Regions from separate parts of the Salvelinus alpinus genome. Here region 2 is linked to region 1. A link is a contact called in public Hi-C data. All regions are on one chromosome and are shown on one strand. Each heading gives the region's core, a stretch centred on a gene start, on an enhancer-like site or on the middle of the called end of the contact. The rest is flanking DNA. Distances are from core to core; before and after follow the strand shown.

Region 1 (6,205 bases), core at 2,485-4,984:
TTTCAGTTCTGCCCACACATTTTCTATGGGATTGAGGTCAGGGCTTTGTGATGGCTACTCCAATACCTTTACTTTGTTGTCCTCAAGCCATTTTGCCACAACTTTGGAAGTATGCTTGGGGTCATTGTCAATTTGGAAGACCCATTTGCGACCAAGCTTTAACTTCCTGACTGATGACTTGAGATGTTGCTTCAATATATCCACATAATTTTCCTCCCTCATGATGCCATCTGTTTTGTGAAGTGCACCAGTCCCTCCTGCAGCAAAGCACCCCCACAACATGATGCTGCCACCCCTGTGCTTCACGGTTGGGATGGTGTTCTTCGGCTTGCAAGCCTCCCTCTTTTCCTCCAAACATAACGATGGTCATTATAGCCAAACAGTTCTATTTTTGTTTCATCAGACCAGAGGACATTTCCCCAAAAAGTACAATATTTGTCCCCATGTGCAGTTGCAAACCGTAGTCTGGCTTTTTTATGGCGGTTTTGGAGCAGTGGCTTCTTCCTTGCTGAGCGGCCTTTCAGGTTATGTCGATATAGGACTCGTTTTACTGTGGATATAGATACTTTTGTACCTGTTTCCTCCAGCATCTTTACAAGGTCCTTTGCTGTAGTTCGGCGATTGATTTGCACTTTTCGCACCAAAGCACGTTCATCTCTAGGAGACAGAATGCGTCTCCTTCCTGAGCGGTATGACGGCTGCGTGGTCCCATGGTGTTTATACTTGCATACTATTGTTTGAACAGATGAATGTGGTACCTTCAGGTGTTTGGAAATTGCTCCCAAGGATGACCCAGACTTGTGGAGGTCTACAATTTTTTTCCGATGTCTTGGCTGATTTGTTTTGATTTTCCCATGATGTCAAGCAAAGAGGCACTGAGTTTGAAGGTAGACCTTGAAATACATCATACATCTACAGGTACACCTCCAATTGACTCAAAGGATGTCAATTAGCCTATCAGAAGCTTCTAAAGCCATAACATAATTTTCTGGAATTTTTCAAGCTGTTTAAAGGCACAGTCAACTTAGTGTATGTAAACTTTTGACCCACTGGAATTGTGATACAGTGAGTTATAAGTGAAATAATCTGTCTGTAAACAATTGTTGGAAAAATTATTTGTGTCATGCACAAAGTAGATGTCCCAACCGATGTATGTATGTAAACTCCGACTTTAACTCTATTTTATGTCGGAAACAGTTAGTTATACATTTTTATGTCCTAGTTATAAACAAGTTATCATCTAGTAGGCTTTGATTACATTTCCAATATCCTCGCCCACGTGGAAATTCTGTAAGTGTAGTATGTATGCCAATTAAGTGATGATCTGACCGCATTCTGTCCCCATGAACACTTTTTAAACTTTTGGTGCCAGAGAGAATGACATAAGAAAGTAATCAAGATGACTAGCTTGATTAAGCCTCCTCCATGTATAACTCACTAGGTCAGGGTATTTAAGCCTCTGTATATCCACTAATTCCAACATATCCATGACATTCATGATTTCCTTAAGTGCCTGAGGGTGATAGTGTGATTTCCTTTACGGTCCATAGAGGTATTTAAAACCTTATTAAAATCCCCCACCATAACAATAGAGTCTAGTGTTGCTTGTAGAGTGATAAATTCTTATATTTTCAAAGAAGCTTAGATCATCATTATTTGTACCGTATAGGTTAATAAGTCATATCTGTTTATTGTCCAATAACATATTCAAAATAATCCATCTTCCTTGATGATCTGTTTGGACAATTTGCACATTTGGATCAAAATTACTGTTAGTTAATATCATCAACCCTTTTGAATTTCTTTGCCCATGGGAGAAATATATTTCACCCCCCCGGTCCTTTTTCCACAATACTTCATCTAAAATTGTTGAATGAGTTTCCTGTAAACAATAGATACTATATTCCTTCTCTTTTAGCCAGGTAAATTCTGATCATCTTTTCTTATTATCTGCTAAGCCATTGCAATTATAACTGGCTGTACTTATTTCACCACTTACCATAATAAGACACACGTTTAAATTCTATTAATCAAAATATATGTTTGCAAACGAAACATGATGATTGAGTGTCTATATAGGTGTACCATGATATTTGCATTGCTACTAAGTAAACCTCCAATTGGTCCCCCCTATTCCACCCGCTAAAATCCCTCATCCTGAGTTGGGTTGTCATCCCAATGCCCGGCAGACCACCCTCGACCCTCCGGATCACATAGCCCCGGAGAAACCGGGACCCATCCTTCGAAAAGAGCACACAGTGCCACCCACAGAACAGAAGCAGATCAACCGCCAAATGCATTTCCATCGCCCTCACCTCGATTTATATTATATATAATTAGCTGTTAATGTTTGTAGTAATGTAGGCAATTTATGCAAAGGATTTTTACCTCTCACCAGTCTCGCCATTACCAAAATTACATTATGGCAAGCAATTATTATATTAGCAAACAACTATTGTGAATCTTCCTATATTGTCCCTAACATCTTTTACTCCCTCGCAACAGTTGTGGGATACACACACGCATACACACTCAACCCCTTTCCCCCACAACAACCATAGACTCAGATTCTCAACAGTTGCACCATTCCAGAACCCAACTCAAGAAAGGTCTTGATATTCAGTTACAGCTGTATGAGAAGGCCTGCAAAACTGTCTCTTTTTTTTTTCAGAAATGGGGAGATTTGATTAACCATTGTCATGTCCTAGATGATGGAGGTCAGATATACCCCATAGACCATATTCCCAAGCATCTCTATGCAGACTGTTAAATAGCCATCACTAGCCGGCTACCACCCGACTACTCAACACTGCACCTTAGAGGCTGCTGCCCTAAATACATAGACATGGAATCACTGGCCACTTTAATAATGGAACACTTGTCACCTTAATAATGTAACACTTGTCACCTTAATAATGTTTACATACTGCTTTACTCATCTCATATGTATATACTGTATTCTATTCTACTGTATTTTAGTTAATGCCACTCCGACATTGCTCGTGCTAATATTTATATATTTCTTAATTCCATTCTTTTACTTTTAGATTTGTGCATTGTTGTGAATTGTTAGATATTAATTCACTGTTGGAGCTCGGAACACAAGCATTTCGCTACACCCGCAATAACATCTGTTAAATATACTCTACCGTTCAAAAGTTTGGGGTCACTTCGAAATGTCCTTGTTTTTGAAAGAATTTTATTTTTTTTGTCCATTAAAATAACATCAAATTGATCTGAAATACAGTGTATACATTGTTAATGTTGTAAATGACTATTGTAGCTGGAAACGGCTGATTTTTAATGGAATATCTACATAGGTGTACAGAGGCCCATTATCAGCATCCACCACTCCTGTGTTCCAATGGCATGTTGTGTTAGCTAATCCAAGTTTCTCATTTTAAAAGGCTAATTGATCATTAGAAAACCCTTTTGCAATTATGTTAGCACAGCTGAAAACTGTTGTTTTGATTAAAGAAGCAATACAACTGACCTTCTTTAGACTAGTTGAGTATCTGGCGCATCAGCAATTGTGGGTTCGATTACAGACTCAAAATGGCCAGAAACAAATAACTTTCCACTGAAATTCGTCAGTCTATTCTTGTTCTGAGAAATGAAGGCTATTCCATGCGAGAAATTGCCAAGAAACTGAAGATCTCGTACAACGCTGTGTGCTACTCCCTTCACAGAACAGCGCAAACGGTTTCTAACCAGAATAGAAAGAGAAGTGGGAGGCACCGGTTCTACACTCATCTAAACTCCTTACTTGTTCGTTGAAACAATGAACAAACGCCACCTACTGGAGAGAGACCGAGTTTCTGCGAGTTGTGCCTTCCTCTTCCTTTTTGTTAATCAGTGGTCTCACGCCGAGGCAGCTCGGTTCCAAATCGAATGCAATCTACTTTCAGCAGGTGCAAAACACGACTACACGCTTGCCTGGGCAAGATTAATCGAACCCCCTCATTGAAAACGACATAAATGAACTATTTTGAGTTAGTTATAAATGAGCGCGTTCGATATTGCAGCCGACTTTAAAGGCAAGTCGAGACTGACTGATCACCTTGCATCATTAATAACCCTTTAACTGGCACACCAATATATATACTTTTTTTTATTTTAGTCTATTGCACTGATGGCACATTGTGTCACCTTCTTCAACTACAAGACCTACAACCCACAGCCTTGTTGCCCTAGGTCTGGGATTTCAGAGATTAGGGGATGTTCTCATTTGGGAAAAAGGCTGTCCTCTCCTCGAATCCTCTGTCCTCTCCTCGAATCCTCCGTGACCCAGAAACCGATAAGTGGTCGAGTGTCAATATGTTAGTAGAACTGAGGAGTGTCCTCGCATCCTCATGTCAAGGAAGCACAAGATTATCCTACCGGAGTCTTTTGTGGGAGGGTTTGGAGATCCGCTACACCCCAATTGTTCTTGACAGAGAAAAGCAGGCACGTATTTAAAAACGACATGCTACTTATCCTTTTATTTATGAAACTAAATGACGTTTTACTACTTTAAACATTTAATTTGCACGTGAAGGAGTCTTCATACATGTGCATTTGTTTCCACATTTCCTCTCCTCCTCTTTGATTACCTTTGACCTTTTTCAAAAAGAGGCGAGGAGATGACGAAAGAGCTTTAGGTAAGCTAATTGAGAATGTCCCTAGGTCCACAATGTGACTATCAAAATGTGGGAATGATATTGTAGCCTGAAAGCCAATTTATGCTTGATCTACAAATGTGGTCGGAGGCGTTGTATGGAAGGTGTGACACAATTACGAAGCCTCCGGAGGCATGCAGAGGCCAAATCAAGCTCCGTACCACATCGCTGTGCGCCTTTCACATTTTGTAACAATGCAGAGGGCACTGTATAGCTCAGCATTGACATGATTGGTTGGCGGTAAGTGGGGGCGGGAGGTCCTGTATAAACATTGTTCTGGCTACTGTGGCGGCTGCATCTCAGTAAGTGCTATACGGCCACAGCAGGTGGCAGATTTACCATGCAGAGCCTTTAAGAGCTTAAATCAATCCACTTCAATAGCATGCATATCGTAATATGCAGAGTCAGTCATGCTGCAATATCAAAACCAGCCAGTGCAGGCCAATGTATACTGGGAGACTGAAATGTTTGTGATATGACTCTTATTGGCTACGCACGCCTCAAACTCAATCAACAAGTTTGCATACACAAAAAACACCAGAACTACACAACAGGCGTGCCATCTCTCACAGACTATAGCGGCCTTTATTGGCATTACCACAACAGAGTCAGGCACAAAACCATCTTCTGTACATCAATGTTCCCTTATTAAATCACTACAACAAGAGTAAAAGACTATTTATATACATTCTAATTTCATCATTCAGCGACATCTAGGGAGGTGACCAGAGAGGTGGTGGGTGCGAGCGAAGGTGCGATGGCAGCGGGGGCAGGAGTATGGTCTCTCCCCAGTGTGGGTCCTCATGTGAATTTTAAGGTGGTTGGCCAAGCGGAATCTCTTGTCACACTCCTGGCAGGGATATGGCCGTGAGTTATTGTGGATCCTCATGTGTCTGGTCAGATCAGCAGAACAGATAAACCGTCGGTGGCATTCAGAACATTCAAATGGCCTCTCCCCAGTGTGGATGCGCTTGTGTTTGGTCAGATCTCCAGACTGAGTGAAGCTTTTACCGCACCCGGTACAGGTGTATGGTTTCTCACCCGTGTGAGTGCGCTGGTGGTTCTTCAGGTGTTCATGTCGGAAAAATGTCTTGTCACACACTGTGCAATGGAAAGGCCTCTCCCCAGTGTGTGTGCGCTGGTGGGTTTTCAACGCAGCACTGTTTATGAACTTCAGCCCACAAACCCCACAATGGTAGTTTCTTTCATTGCTGTGGATCTTCAGATGCAACTTCAGATAATTTCTGTAAGCAAAGTCTTTACCACACACAGTACATTTGAAAGGTCTCTCCCCTGAGTGTGTGCGCAGGTGAAGCTTCAGACAGTCCTTGTATGCAAACCGCTTGTCACATTTGGAGCAGGAGAAAGACTTCTCGCCAGAGTGAATAGTCATGTGAACTTGGAGGCGCCCCATCCGGGCAAAATCCTTTCCACAATCCTGGCATTTGAATGGCTTGACCCCCGAGTGTATCATCATGTGTTTGCGGTAACTGCTGTCTTCTGAGAAGCTCTTGCCACACTCCTTACAGACGTAAGGCTTCTCGCCG
Region 2 (6,205 bases), core at 1,868-4,367, 430 kb before region 1:
AAACTAACATTATTCATCCATATAGAAAAACAGTAATTCAATTAGTTATAGTTATAGCTGGATGTGTACATGGTTTGGTCATTTATACATAAAATTCATAACAATATCCCTATGTAAACGCATATCCTGATTTAAACTGTACTAATCTACTAGAACATTTGACAATAATTACCAAATCCGTATATTTAACCACAACGTTGAATTTAGCATTAGGTATTGTGGGAAATGGACTTTTTAACTTGATTGATGAGTAATAAGTAAGGTACATATTAGATACGGGGAACGTGATACAATTTGTACATTCCCCACCGGGTGTGGCCGTGATTGACGGGTGGATTACCTTATTCTCCCGTGTCCAGTTAAATAATTACTGTTTCAGAGATATAAGTATATTAATAAAAATAATAGAAAAATTTGTTGAGCCCAATTTTAAGCCTTAAAAATATATTCCTATTTAAACATACTCCAGGAGATAAATAAAATCGTTACCATGGAACTCCCAAAAATTTAAAGTGTTGAAGACACTGAAATCCACATTAGAAATAAATGGCAGAAAAGAGGGAAAGGAATGGAGGAGAGAAACTATACAGAGAATGGACTGAAGAGGGCAGCATTGCCTCACATAGCGGGCTCCCAGTCGATGGGGAGCCTGGTAGAATACTAGACTCACTAAAAAGTCAAACATATAAATCCAGTTCCGAGTGGAAACAAGAGGGAGAGATACGGTTAGTTAGTGTTTGTTTAGGATATAAACTGAACGTTTTAATAGCTTGTTTAGGTTAAATTGAAAGACTAATCCATTCTAAATGATAGCGAGGCGATTTCGATGGAATGCGTTGTCTTGCCTAAATGGTCCGCTGGAACAACGTATTAGGAATGAAGTCGTATTTAAAATACTGAATCATAGGAGAGACAGTTACCTAAATCTAATGAATTCTAAATAATAACGAAGAGAAAATGACGATAGAGTTGTGCCCATCGAAATGATATTATTCTTATGGATTGACTGACATACGTTATAAATTTAGCGAGGTACATGGTGTTTAAAAAAAAGTTGGAGTAGAGAAAGTTGGAGTAGAGAAAGTTGGAGTAGAGAAAGTTGGAAAGCTTGCGATAGACTTAAAGGTTTGGTTGTTAACTAACGTTGTGATAACATTGAGTACTAACGTAAAACTGTGTCATAAAGTAGAATACACCATAACGGTACTCAAATGGATTGGTTCCCTGACCGGTTTGGGTTCTTTATTTTGTCTAATATAGTAAGGAACACTTCTTTGAAGTGGTGGTATGACTTATGACTTCTATCATAACTTTCCATTGTGGTCTGATCAGCCACATTGGAAAGCCATTTGGATGGAGAATCTAAGGTCATTGGCGTCTGAGATTAAGGTAATTTGATACAACAAGGCGGTGAAATTAATATTATGGATATTGGTGGAGGATGAAAGGTCACTTGAGGGCGCCATTGGTCAACTTATGTTTGAAGTGCCCACTTCTCTGTTCATTGCACTATGCTTGGCTGTGGAATGGGTATAATGGTTTCAGGGGGGGAGTGATGGAGGTCCATGCCCGGGTTGGGTGCATCCTCTATGCGGTCCCCTACCCCCCACCCGGGATTGTCCACAAGAGGGCGCCACTGGACATTTTAAGCTGATTTTAAGCATATGGGCCTGGGAACACAATGAAAATCAGTTAGGATACATAAAACATTTTATTTTTAAAGGTACACTCATGTTAAGTAAATAGAACATATTTTAAGCCAACAGGGCAGGAACAGAGAATTGTTAGATTTGCGCCAGTATTGATACAAGTATCAAAAGGGGGATGGAATAGCGCACTTAGTGGTGTGGCCTATTAGTTAAATATCCCTAGAGTTGGTTTACTAGGATAATAATGGAGGACATTCTAGCTAATCAGATAGAACAAATAGAATGACAGAGTTAGGGACCTGAACAAGTAGGCAAAGAAGAAGATATAATCAGAGAGAATAAATGAGAAATTGTTTGTTAACCAAACCTGTATGTCCAAGATTTTATGCACTACAGGTGAATTACAGGAGAAGGTGATTCATGCAATCCATTCCATGAGGAGAATAGGTGGAATGCAGCCCCGTTGGGAGGGGCCATACCAAGTATTCCTTGGTATGGCCAAGGAGTATTTGCTTTATCTTGGCCAGGTCGCAGTTGTAGATGAGAACTTGTTCTCGACTGGCCTACCTGGTTAAATAAAAATAAAAAAACTGAGGAAGACAACAGGTACTTAACTATTCCCCTCTTTTATGAAGTTACTCACTGAAGAGGGTTAAACCAAGGCCTCATAACTTTTAAAGGGTTAATAAATTGTGTTATGATAAACTGTAAGTCTGTGTGTGTATTAACACATGCTTTGAGTGTTGTGCCATTCAGACATTATCAGAAGGCGGAAACCGCCTAAGTTCATACATACTCCTCCTGTCTGGGCCCCACCTGGGTATCTGAGGTTCTGAGAATACCACTGGTTTCCCGAGAACACAAGGCTGCCGCAGGCCTGATGAAAACAGCCACCTATCAGAAGAAGCTTGGACTCTTTCACCTTGTTATGACCCTACACTTGTGATGTTTGTTTTTTAAATTACATTTTACTTGCATTGAGTGTGATATGTGTTCGCATTACCTAACTTCATTAATTGAATGGTCTGTACTATGCAGAATCCTTGGACGTCCCTAAATTGAAATGTAAAATGTTTAGGAAAGGCGTTAAATGCGTAAGCATGCTTCAGTTCTGTTGGCGACTAGCCGAACCGAGTGTGCTAGCATACTCCCTTAAAAGACATTCGCTTGAAAAACGAGGTGAAAAAAATGGCAATAGTACTGTTTGTCCATTTTGCGACGCCGTAGCCAGTTACACTTCCTCAAAATAGTCAGAACTAATCGAAGATATCACAAGAAATCTGTCATTAATGTTGACGTTTTTACCGAATAAATCTTAGTTGCGCAATTGTACATCTAACTAAGTTTTTTTTGTGCAGTATTTCTCAATGAAAAAATGTGCAATAAAAGGACTCGTCTCTGGTTGAATAACAACAAAGACTATATTGAAGAATCCCTACTGTTGACCAATCACCGACGAAGGGGCGTAGACATCGGCTCCGAACTTCGGCTTGCCTCCAGAAAAAAATGTCGTGTGCCCGAACAGCGGAAAAAACCCTCACCGAAGTCCAAAACTAACAAAAACCTCACAAAATGTCGACATAGGTATGTGCACGAACTCTACCGAACTGTTTCGCCCGGGAAGCAAGCAAACTTTTTACGTTAAGTACGTCCCAAGAACCTAGATATCTCTAAACCATTTGAGTTCGAAACAGGACACGCTGATTGGGTAGTTCATGTACCTGCGCAGCCAGACGAACGAAGGGTTCCATTAGTTACCACAGCCACAAAGTCAAAATGGGTTATATCGTAAAAATGCATAAAAATAACAAATTTGCCTTTTAAGACTAGGCATACAGTTATCAGGTTAAAATCATATTTTAAGAAGATAAATGGGCGGGGTTTATGACTTTGTGGCTGTGGTAACTAATGACGACCCAGTAGGAAAGCGAAAGAGACAACCAGCTAAAGGCGAGCGCGCGGCCATGTTGAATTGTCGTTTTTTTAAAGAAGAGACAATAGAGAGACAAGTCGGTGGGTTTCACGAAACACAAACAGTTTCATAATACTTGGGAAAATTGCTTTAATTAAGTTAACGAGAGAAGACGTTCGATGAACATTAAGGTAACGTGTTATATTTGTTTGAAGTAGCTGATAGTGCATGGGCGCTACTCGGCTGCCTTTGCTAGTAATGTTATGTTTGAAGGAGAGTCGACCAGTCAGCCTACGCTAAACGTTAGTTACCATAGCTAGTTAACCAGCAATGTTTGCTAAGCAAACGTGCTAGCTAGTTATTTCATATTTAACTTTCTAAAATCTGTCGACTGTATCTAAGTCGTTAGCCTCAGCTCGAACATGTGTCGTGAAGGTACTGCTAGCCTCCTAGTTGTCAGTCAAACTATCTCAGCCCAAAAACTTCGATTAACACGTTGTCACAGCTAGCTAGCTAACGTTAGTTGACTAACACAACTCTAGCTAGCTACGTTAGCTTAGCTAATCTACTTTACCGGGCATTTAATGCCACTATGTAGATAATTATCCAAGTAAAGTTTGCATACCGTTACTGTGGTCACACAACCAATCATTAGTTAGCCATCTAACGTTAGCTGGTAAACCAATTGTGGGTCTGTTGGTTGCTCATACGGCTATCAATTTGTTAATTGTCTCATGAGTACACTGATCACCAACTCAGCGCTAACGTTAACTAAACTATTTTGTTGAACTCAGTCCTAGCTAACTATCGTAGTGTTTTAGCACAGCCAACTTGTGCGTAGTTAACGTGTACTCGTAACTTATTTTTTGGGATCTTTTTAAAACAGTTTTTCTGCTTTGCTTTTGCCCCAGACCACTGCACTTGGTAACTAACGTTAGCTAACTGCTAACTACTCTTACATCGACAATTTTTAACACGTAACCTAACTAGCTAGCTAAACACCTTGCTAATATGTCCAGTTCGCTAGTTACACGTTAAAATTAAAATGCTCAAGTGTAACGTTAGACTCGATTAGCTCACGTTCTGGAAATAAACACATTCTATCATTTCAAGTGCAGTCCTGGTTAGTGGTTGTTTTGTTTAGAAATTTAGATTAATTTACATGTTTAAATTATTGAAACCAATCTCAATTTCCTTTTAGTATTAGCTACACTCAATAGCGGCACAGGCACAAGTTTTCATTTGTGATGCATTTGTCCTTATGATGTATTGTTGCTTTCGTGCAGGTAACCAGGAGTTGAATGCAAATGTGACTGAGGAGTGTGTCAGCTCCACATCTACCACAGCAAAAGAAGAGCACAACAGCAGAACACACATTGTTACTGTCAAAGTGAACAGCACAAAGGGTTGGAACTATTTCCCTCAGTGTTTTGTGCAAGTAATTTTTTTTGTGGTTGACAAGAGCACGATTTTTTTGCTTCATAACACACCAAAAAAACACCAAGTTGAAAGACTCAGAAAAACATTGGAATAGTCCATGTGAATCAGAGGACAGTACAGGTCTGTTTGAATGTAAAAGCACTTGAGACTAACAAAGAAACGTACGACCACTTCAGTCCAGGAAAAACGGTGAAAAGGTCTTTGACCATAGAAACGATATTAAAAACTTTACAGGTTGTTGTACACGGAAAAGAGACTTCAGAAAAAGCTATTTTCACCAGGAATAAGACTGCTTCAGGATAATTTACTTTAATGTTTGAATTCTGAAACACTTTCACAAAGGTTTGTTTTTTTGAGCGGATATATGATCTATTTATTCATATAAATGCTAATTTCTCCCTTTTTCGGGAGCGTCGTCTTGTAAATATACAATTTTCATACTCCAGACTCTTCTTTTCAAGAGGGCTGTACGTATAAGTGTATACATAAATTCTTTAAATTAGAAATTCTGAAAACAAGGTTTTATTTTTTTTGTGAACTAAATAACACAAGGACATTAGTTCCACGAGTGGAAAAACAAGATCTAAGGAAACATTGGATAGGGGGAAAAAAGTTTAGCTTTACACTGTGAGTGACTAAGGAATTGACAAACTGTGAAGGAAAAGCTCTCTAAGCCATGTCTACAGCAAGAACGGAGAACCCAACATCCATAATGGGACTGAACAAGCCCAACGGGCAGTTTAGAGGACCACTCAAGCCAGTTGGACTAACATCAGGATCCCTGGCAACTGCCCCACAACCAGATGCCCACCAGAAGGGAGGTAACATTCCCCAGGGCAGTGGGGGCATCCGTTTTGGCGATGACTGGAAGAAGTGCCTGCAGCTTCCACAGAAAGACTGCAGATTTAGAACATCAGTAAGTCCTAGTGACACATTCAGTTTAATAAAGCAAGTCCATCAATCAATAATGACCCTAGCTTCAACCTTGACATCTACTCTTTCCCCAGGATGTGACATCGACCAAGGGGAATGAGTTTGAAGACTACTGCCTGAAGCGGGAGCTACTGATGGGGATCTTTGAGATGGGCTGGGAGAAACCATCTCCTGTACAGGTGACTTCCCTCTGCTGCTCTGTCCATTACTTTTTTGGAATTTTGTTGAATGTGTGTTAGTGTTTGCGGATGTTTGTGGAACTGTCTCTCTC

The links. Hi-C and Micro-C count contacts between places; a contact is called where the count stands out from the background.
Region 2: a contact with region 1 is called in a Hi-C map of red muscle, with 8 times the contacts expected there. The contact joins the promoter of LOC139572365 here to the promoter of LOC139573409 in region 1. A contact is called at or near these places in 2 of 3 Hi-C or Micro-C datasets (muscle and red muscle).

What each region holds. Positions count from the first base shown.
Region 1 is chr4:35,199,522-35,205,726 of SLU_Salpinus.1, reverse strand. It overlaps LOC139573409 (zinc finger protein 436-like), which reads right to left and starts at 3,734. Exons shown (of 4, transcript XM_071396816.1): 1 at 3,494-3,734. It overlaps LOC139573406 (zinc finger protein 436-like), which reads right to left. Exons shown (of 4, transcript XM_071396811.1): 4 at 5,216-6,205. The coding sequence ends at 5,362.
Region 2 is chr4:35,627,937-35,634,141 of SLU_Salpinus.1, reverse strand. It overlaps LOC139572365 (probable ATP-dependent RNA helicase ddx6), which reads left to right and starts at 3,117. Exons shown (of 13, transcript XM_071395095.1): 1 at 3,117-3,233; 2 at 4,848-5,917; 3 at 6,009-6,113. The coding sequence starts at 5,678.